2 separate regions of the Mus musculus genome follow, and region 1 is linked to region 2. Evidence: chromatin contacts called from public Micro-C data. All regions are on one chromosome and are shown on one strand. The core of a region is the stretch at or near the end of the contact, and the rest is flanking DNA. Distances in the headings are between cores, read along the strand shown.

Region 1 (3,295 bases), core at 391-2,890, 2.3 Mb after region 2:
GGAGTTTGCCGCGCGAACCGTCGCCCAGGCCGGGTGTCAGCGGGGACCTTCTAATAGTTCGTTTTGGGGGCAGGCCGAGAGCAGGGGCTGGGCCTCGGCGAGCCCCTCCGTATAAGGTCAGCCTTGACCTACGACACTTCATTGTCCCCAAGCCAGAAAAGGCAGTACAGAAGTGCTTAACGGGCCACGATGCTACCCCAGACACAAAACAACTAAGAACTCGAAGTCCTTCCTAGGGAGGGACTCCGGGGTCTCTGACCAGGAGCATCCAGGCGCCCACCCTCAGGTCTGGCTGTCCCAGTTGCGCGCAGAGGCTGAGGCGCGCGTGCCCTGAACCACACTAGCCACAGTCGCCTTTAAAACCTGTCCAACTAGCGGCCTCGGCCTGGCGATCTGGCCCAGAAGCCCCGACTTTCAGTGTACAGTTCTGGGGCTTGGGGGAGCCGCACCCCTAGGGATGGAGAGGAGGAGAGTTGTAAAAGATTCAAGAGCCCTAGCGGCTTTGAGAAGAGGCGGAGAGCAGAGGGGCATTAAGCTTGGGGAGTGAGGACGAGAAACAGGAGCTGAGGCGGCGCGGGAGTAACAAGACGCCAGCGCTGTCGCCTCCTCGGTTATCCGCTCCGATTTCGGCTCCCGTTGCAAACCGAGGAGTCTAGAGGCAGCCCGAGGCCCCCGCCGATAATGGAGAGCCGGCCTTCGGGAGCTCCGTCTTTCGGAAGCGTCCACCTTATTATCTTTGTTTTAATTTACCAACCTAGGTACATTACACAAGCATTATTTTGTCATGGATTCTAAAATACGCCCTTGGAACCAAACCTAAGGACTCCAGCTCAATCTAGGGGCCAAAATGCAAAGCTCGCGAGGAGAAGCCATGAATAGCGTGGGCATAAGAACAAAACCCCTCCCCAACTCCCAGATTAGACTCCTAGGATTTCTGCGACGTTCTTCGGTAGCAGCGACCCCCAGGAGCACGCGCTCTCGCTCCCTCCCACTCCCTCCCTCTTCTACAGATCGTCAAATTTTTTCCTAATGGTCATTATTTCGTCTCAAAATTCTCATTAGAAAAATAAAATACATCGCCCGCCCCCACCCAAGGAAGTTCCACGTCCGCAGAGTTGCACATTGGAGGAGCGGAGGTCACTGCGGACTGGGGGAACACAAAGATATCGCTATAGACAAGACAGACGGACACTTACCTTACAGCCGCATTGGACGTTAGAAAAGAAAAAAAAATCAAATTATCCTTCAAAATTCCAAATAGCCAGCTATCCTAAAAGAAATCAAGAGCATTCAGTTAAAAACCTTGTAGTCTTCACCTTTCCATAAAAAGTCAAACATAACCAGAAAAAAAAAACAATTAAAAGAAAACATAAAATGAAGTGGCCAGAGTTGTAAACAGGCTTGTGTCCGTCTACGATACATACAAAGTAGAGGTGGCGACTGAGCTCCTCTAGCGATTTTTATTTTTTAGTAACAGTGGAGGCTGAGTTGGAGCTGAGGAAGGTTCCGCTCTCAGGGAGATTTGCTGAGAAAGCGCCTCTCTGGCAACTTTTTGACGCAAACTCTCCAACCAATGGCAGGGAGAGAATGATTGACACATCTAAGCCAGAGGGAAAATAATAAAAACACACAACAGGGGGAGGAAAACAGGCCGCTGCTGCACGGGGGGAAGAGCAGGCAACAAATCCAGGCCTCCGACACTACCAGAACGTTCTTTAAAACACTGGGCTACGCTTAAAATATACATTATGGGCCCAAGCATGTGAACTAATTGTATAATTAAAATGATGGACAGGAAGGCCTCCCTCTTCGGTCTTTTCTTCTTCCTTTATACTCCTTCTTATCCTCCTTTTCTTTTTTGTTTTTATTTTAGAGAAAGGATACCAAACAACATAAAGCAGGAAAATATTTAAGTCAAAGCTAGGGGAAGGAGGGAGGGGGTAGTACCCCGTTTTCGATTTCCAACGCTAGCAAAGAATGTGTGGGTCAGAGGCAGAACTCAAACCCAGGCACAGGCTTAAAAACAGGGCTATGTTCTCTTGAAGAGGACCAGACGGCGCTGAGGGAAAAATGGGTGAAGATGAACAAGAGTGGAACTGAGCTGTGAACATGCAGTGTAGGCAGAGAGTCACGCAGCTATGGACTGTCTGAAAACTCCAGCGTCCTCACTGGCTGTTCTTTTACCCCTTAGAATAACCCTTGGTCTCTGGAGTTCTGGCTTTCCAGGCATGTTTTTTCAATTTGATAAGCATAGAGCAAGATACAAAAGAAAACGTGAGCTCCCAAATCTACCGCCAAGGCAGATTTCCGGCCAAGGGAGGGGATACCTCAAATCTCTCCAGCTGAGTATGAGGTGACAAAAAGCCCCCAGTAGAAACAGTTTGTGCTTAAGAACAAACGCCTGGTACTTCAGGCCTGGGAGTTACTAGGGATGGAGGCGCCCTACTCAGAGGCCGAAACTCGGGAGCTGGGATGCTGCAGGGTCAACCAACTCAACTTCTTCTGGTCCAGACTGGTTTTTTTTTTTTTTTTTTTTTAAACAAGAATCAGAGTTTTCTAGAAAAGCAGAAACACGCTGGACAGAATATTAGGGGACGGGGCGGGGGGAGGTGAGGGGCAAACGCTACTGCTGAGTGTGTGAATGGAGGCTGGGAGGGGGAGGGGGGGGGAGGATAGCTTTCCCCTCACAACTCCCAATGCAGAAGGAAAAACAAAACAAAACGAAAAAACCCACCCCTCCCTCACTACCTCAGTCACCGCCACCACTGCTAGTGGGCCCAAAGAAACAGCTCGTTGCCTTTAATTTGGGGACCTATGTTAATGAAGTTGGTAATTAATTCGTCGCTTTGTTGTCGGTTCTTATACTGTATGTGTAATCAAATGTGGCCGTCCTTGGGATTTACAGCAATTAGCGAATTACGGGAGTGCGCACGAGGCTGCAAGTTCTCGGCAGCCCGGCTGGGCTCGGCTCCGGCCTAAGGCTGGGCACTCCGCTGCCGCTGCAGACTTGCAGGTGTGTCCTAAGAGCCTTGGGGTCCTGGAGGCTCCGCGAACCCTCGAGCTCCTCCGGGCTTGCCCAGTTCTTCCTGGCTCCTTCGTAGCTGTTCCAGTCCTAAGGAAACTCCTGGCTGTCGCGTTCCCCAGAGCCACGACTTTGTGGGGCCTAGGCTAGGGGGGAGGGTGAGTACGGATCTTTCCTTGTTACCCCGCCCCCACTGTGCAGAAACACCTGGCGACTGTCCCTAAGGCCTTTCATTTAGGAGAGGTAAACAAATGTCCCAGGCAGTTGTCCCGC
Region 2 (3,412 bases), core at 220-2,719:
AATTTCAACTTCACAAGGATCCCTTTCTAATCACTCCTTTCTTCCCTGATTTTTTTTAATTAAAAAATACAGATCAAAGTAAATTTTCATCTCCTGGTATTTTTTTTTTTCTTAATGGGGTTGATACAGCTCCTGGAGGCAGTTACCCTTCACTTTCTCCCCAGAATCTTCTTCTAAAACCAAAATTTAATAGTAGCCTCGGTTTGCCAAATATGACCCTGCTAGTGATTCAACATCTCACAAAACCTTCAGTTCATAAACCAGGATACTAAAAAAACTATCAACCAAAGCCGTGGCGGGAAACCTTCTGAGTCCCCGGGGCCCAACTCCACTGCGTGTAAGGACCCCGCAATTCCCGAACCCTTTGGAGTATCGCAAGCTCCTCATTAGCCCTGCTGGCATGTCCGCACAGACACAGCATGGCAGAAGACCCGCACAGGTAGCCTTTCGGCATCCTGGCCACGGTCCGTCGAACCTTACACCCCTTCCCAGGGAGGGGAGAGTACCAGAAGGCAGAATGCATGGGTGCCCATGTCTAAGAAAATAGCTCCTGGAGATGGGAGCGAGTTCTGTACCTACAGTTCGCTAGCTCTCAGGGGCTGGGAGGGGGTGCGTTGGGGACAAGATTAGGTGACACCCCGCTCAAGGAAGCCTCTCTATCCCGGGTCGCGCTTTAGAGCAAAGCAGGACTACAGCCTCTTTTGCAAAGCTAGCTCTGGCTAGGTTCTCTCTCCTAATGAAGCAGTCCTCAGTCCCCCACTGGTGTTGAAACTTAGAGTTGACTCCCTCCTCTCCCACTCTTATAGTCTAAGTGGAAGCAAACCCACCAAACCCCACAGTTCTTCCCAATGACCTCTCTTCCAAGGCCTTCTCTCCTTCCCGCCTCTCCTGGCCCGCACCTCCCTAAAGTAGGTTGGATAGACGCAGTAACATATATGGAGGTGCCTTTTAGCCTCCATCATCCCACCTCCAACACTGTTGGAGAAGGAAGGAGGAATAGGCCAACTTTTGCCTCGGTTACAGCCTGAGCCCCATCCCCAGCTTCTACTACGGGTGCACCTCGAATCCTCAGAATAGCGCCCCTCTCCAGGTTGCCCTGCTCACCATTGGTTCCTGCAGAAGCGGGCTCGCCAGCAGCTGCTTCTGGGGACCTCTAGAAAGCTGCAATGAACCTGGTCGAGGGCCAGAGACTGGATCGCTGCAGGCTCCAAGACGGTTTAGACGAGAATCCCATCAGGGACGGAGACCAGATACTCAGGCTGGGTTGCAGCGCAGCGGCGTCTTAGGCTGGGGTCTCTCAGCTCGGATGCCGAACTCACCTAGCTTCCGGGCCAGGCCTCGCGCTCTTGCCTTCCCACCCTCCAGCACCACCCTCTCACATCTACTCCTTCCTTCTCTTTTCCCTCCCTCTCTTTCTTCCCTTCCTCCCCAGTCTTTCCCCCCAGCGGCCCCTCCCTTCTTCCCTCCTCCCTTAATCGCCTCCCCTTCTGGGGATGGGAGCCCCGCCCACATCCTCCCATCCAGCCACGGGGCCTCGCCTCGCCTGGCAAGGCCCGGGTCCGGAAGATTGCACAGCTCCCCAGCCCTCAGTTGCCACCTTGGCTGGGACCGATGCCTCCAGCTCGGGAAGCAGCCGGGGCTCACCTGGGGACCACGTGCAAGAGGTACTAGAAAGCATGCACCAACTAGTCTCTGTACCTTCCAAAAATACCCATGGGAGTCTGGGCTTCCCTGAGTTTAGAATAACTGCTGCCCAAACTGATGATTAAAACACTGAGTAATCACCATTTACCCCGAGTAATTAGAGATAATGAAACACCTCTAAAATCAGGTTATGGAGAAGGGAGCTGTTGGATTGGTTTAAAGGGTGGCCTTCCGTAAACTGTTAAAGGATTCCCAAACGTTGAAACAGGCTGTGAGCAGGGCTGTGTGCCCGAAGGAGATACCTCTTCAACTATTAGGAGGTGACTTTCCCCCCAAAAAAGTTTTTGTGAGATGTTTCTTGTGGACATTTGAGAATTGCACCAACCCCCCTTAAACTGGGTGCCCTCCATCGATCCCCCAGGTCTAACATTTCAAGTGCACAGAGGTAGTTTGCAGGCACTTGGCAGGCAAACAGGCCTAGGCCTTGTAAGACAATTAGAAAATCCTATTTATATCTCTGAAGCCTTCTTAACTGCCAGATGGTTATTTTGTTTGTTTGTTTGTTTGTTTGGGACCTTCCAGGAAGGTAACACAGTGCCTTTTAGGCCATGTAGAGAAAAAAACAAAGTGCCCTTTGGCCCCTTTTTAAAAGAAGGGAGATGAGGAATTGAGTCTTTCATAACAACAGTAAGAACAAGAGTTGGTAATCATGCTAGCTGGGAGGTGGAATGTGGCCGGCTTTTAAACCTTCCCAAACAGGAGCTAATTTCACACCCTGCCTCTGATGGAGCTGGGAAGGAACTATCAGCTTCATCTTTGTTTTTACAAACGAGGATGGGGAAGGTGAGCCAGGCTAAGAGTATTTGCCCAGAGCGCTGAAGGAAATCACAGCCTCTGCTAAAGGGAAAGCTGCAGGGAAGGGGTGAGGCCAGCAGCCCAGAGCTTCAGGTAGCTCTCAAAGGGCTGGAAGATAGCAATTTCCGGTTCTTGGTTTCTGGGGTGGGTGTTATACTCCCTTGTCACCACAAAGCAGTCTTGACCTAGGGCCGCTCATCTGACCTTTGTACTTACACACCTTCAGAATTTAAAAAAAAAAAAACAGGAACGAGTTCCTGTATTCTACTGGCCAGAGACAAAGGGTGAGAAGGAATGTCAGGTTGGAAGGAGTGTTAGAGGCTGAGCACAACATCCTGACCATCCCCAGCCTGGAGCACACTGTATGCCCCTGACTAAGTCCTTTCATTCCAATGGGTACCACCTCTCTCATCCAGAACAGAAAGATCAGCTCAGGTCTCCATGAGCCCTTTCTATTAGAAGACGATTGATTCCCTGCGTCACTGTCACTTTAGTGAAGTCACATTGGAAACATACCTTCTTTCATTTGAAATCGTTTCTAAGTACACCTTCTCTTTTAATCTCCGATTAATCAAGGTATGGCAATAACACCAGACCGAAAAGATGACTGAGAAACGTACCCACAGCTTCTAACACAGCCAAAATTACAATTAATTATTTAAAACAACAACACAAAATTAAAACTCCATTACATTACATTACTCTATTACATTACTCCTGGGGCATCAGGCTCTGTGCTCCCATAGCAGGTTGAAGGACGGATTCAGTGCTCACCAATGCCACTACATCAATCACTGCTGCTCCAATCATTAACACAATGTGTTCCTTAATATTTAAACTCACAAACAGCAGCGATTCGTTGTCCTTAGGGGTGCAGCTTTGCCTTTAATGGATTTGGAGGCACGGAGCGGGG

What was found. A called contact is a pair of places that touch in the nucleus more often than the background predicts.
Region 1: a contact with region 2 is called in a Micro-C map of embryonic stem cells, with 20 times the contacts expected there. The contact joins the promoter of Otx2 here to the promoter of Bmp4 in region 2. A contact is called at or near these places in 3 of 39 promoter capture datasets (cranial neural crest, hippocampal neurons and pre-B cells) and 2 of 484 Hi-C or Micro-C datasets (both in embryonic stem cells).

What each region holds. Positions count from the first base shown.
Region 1 is chr14:48,666,004-48,669,298 of GRCm38.p6, forward strand. It overlaps Otx2 (orthodenticle homeobox 2), which reads right to left and starts at 1,641. Exons shown (of 5, transcript NM_001286482.1): 1 at 1,425-1,641; 2 at 1,197-1,270. Otx2os1 (orthodenticle homeobox 2 opposite strand 1) reads left to right here and starts at 3,285. Exons shown (of 5, transcript NR_029384.1): 1 at 3,285-3,295.
Region 2 is chr14:46,389,200-46,392,611 of GRCm38.p6, forward strand. It overlaps Bmp4 (bone morphogenetic protein 4), which reads right to left and starts at 1,470. Exons shown (of 4, transcript NM_007554.3): 1 at 1,105-1,470. Gm15222 (predicted gene 15222) reads left to right here. Exons shown (of 1, transcript NR_166856.1): 1 at 1-83. RefSeq lists promoters at 1-1,102, 1,153-3,412, 1,153-2,559.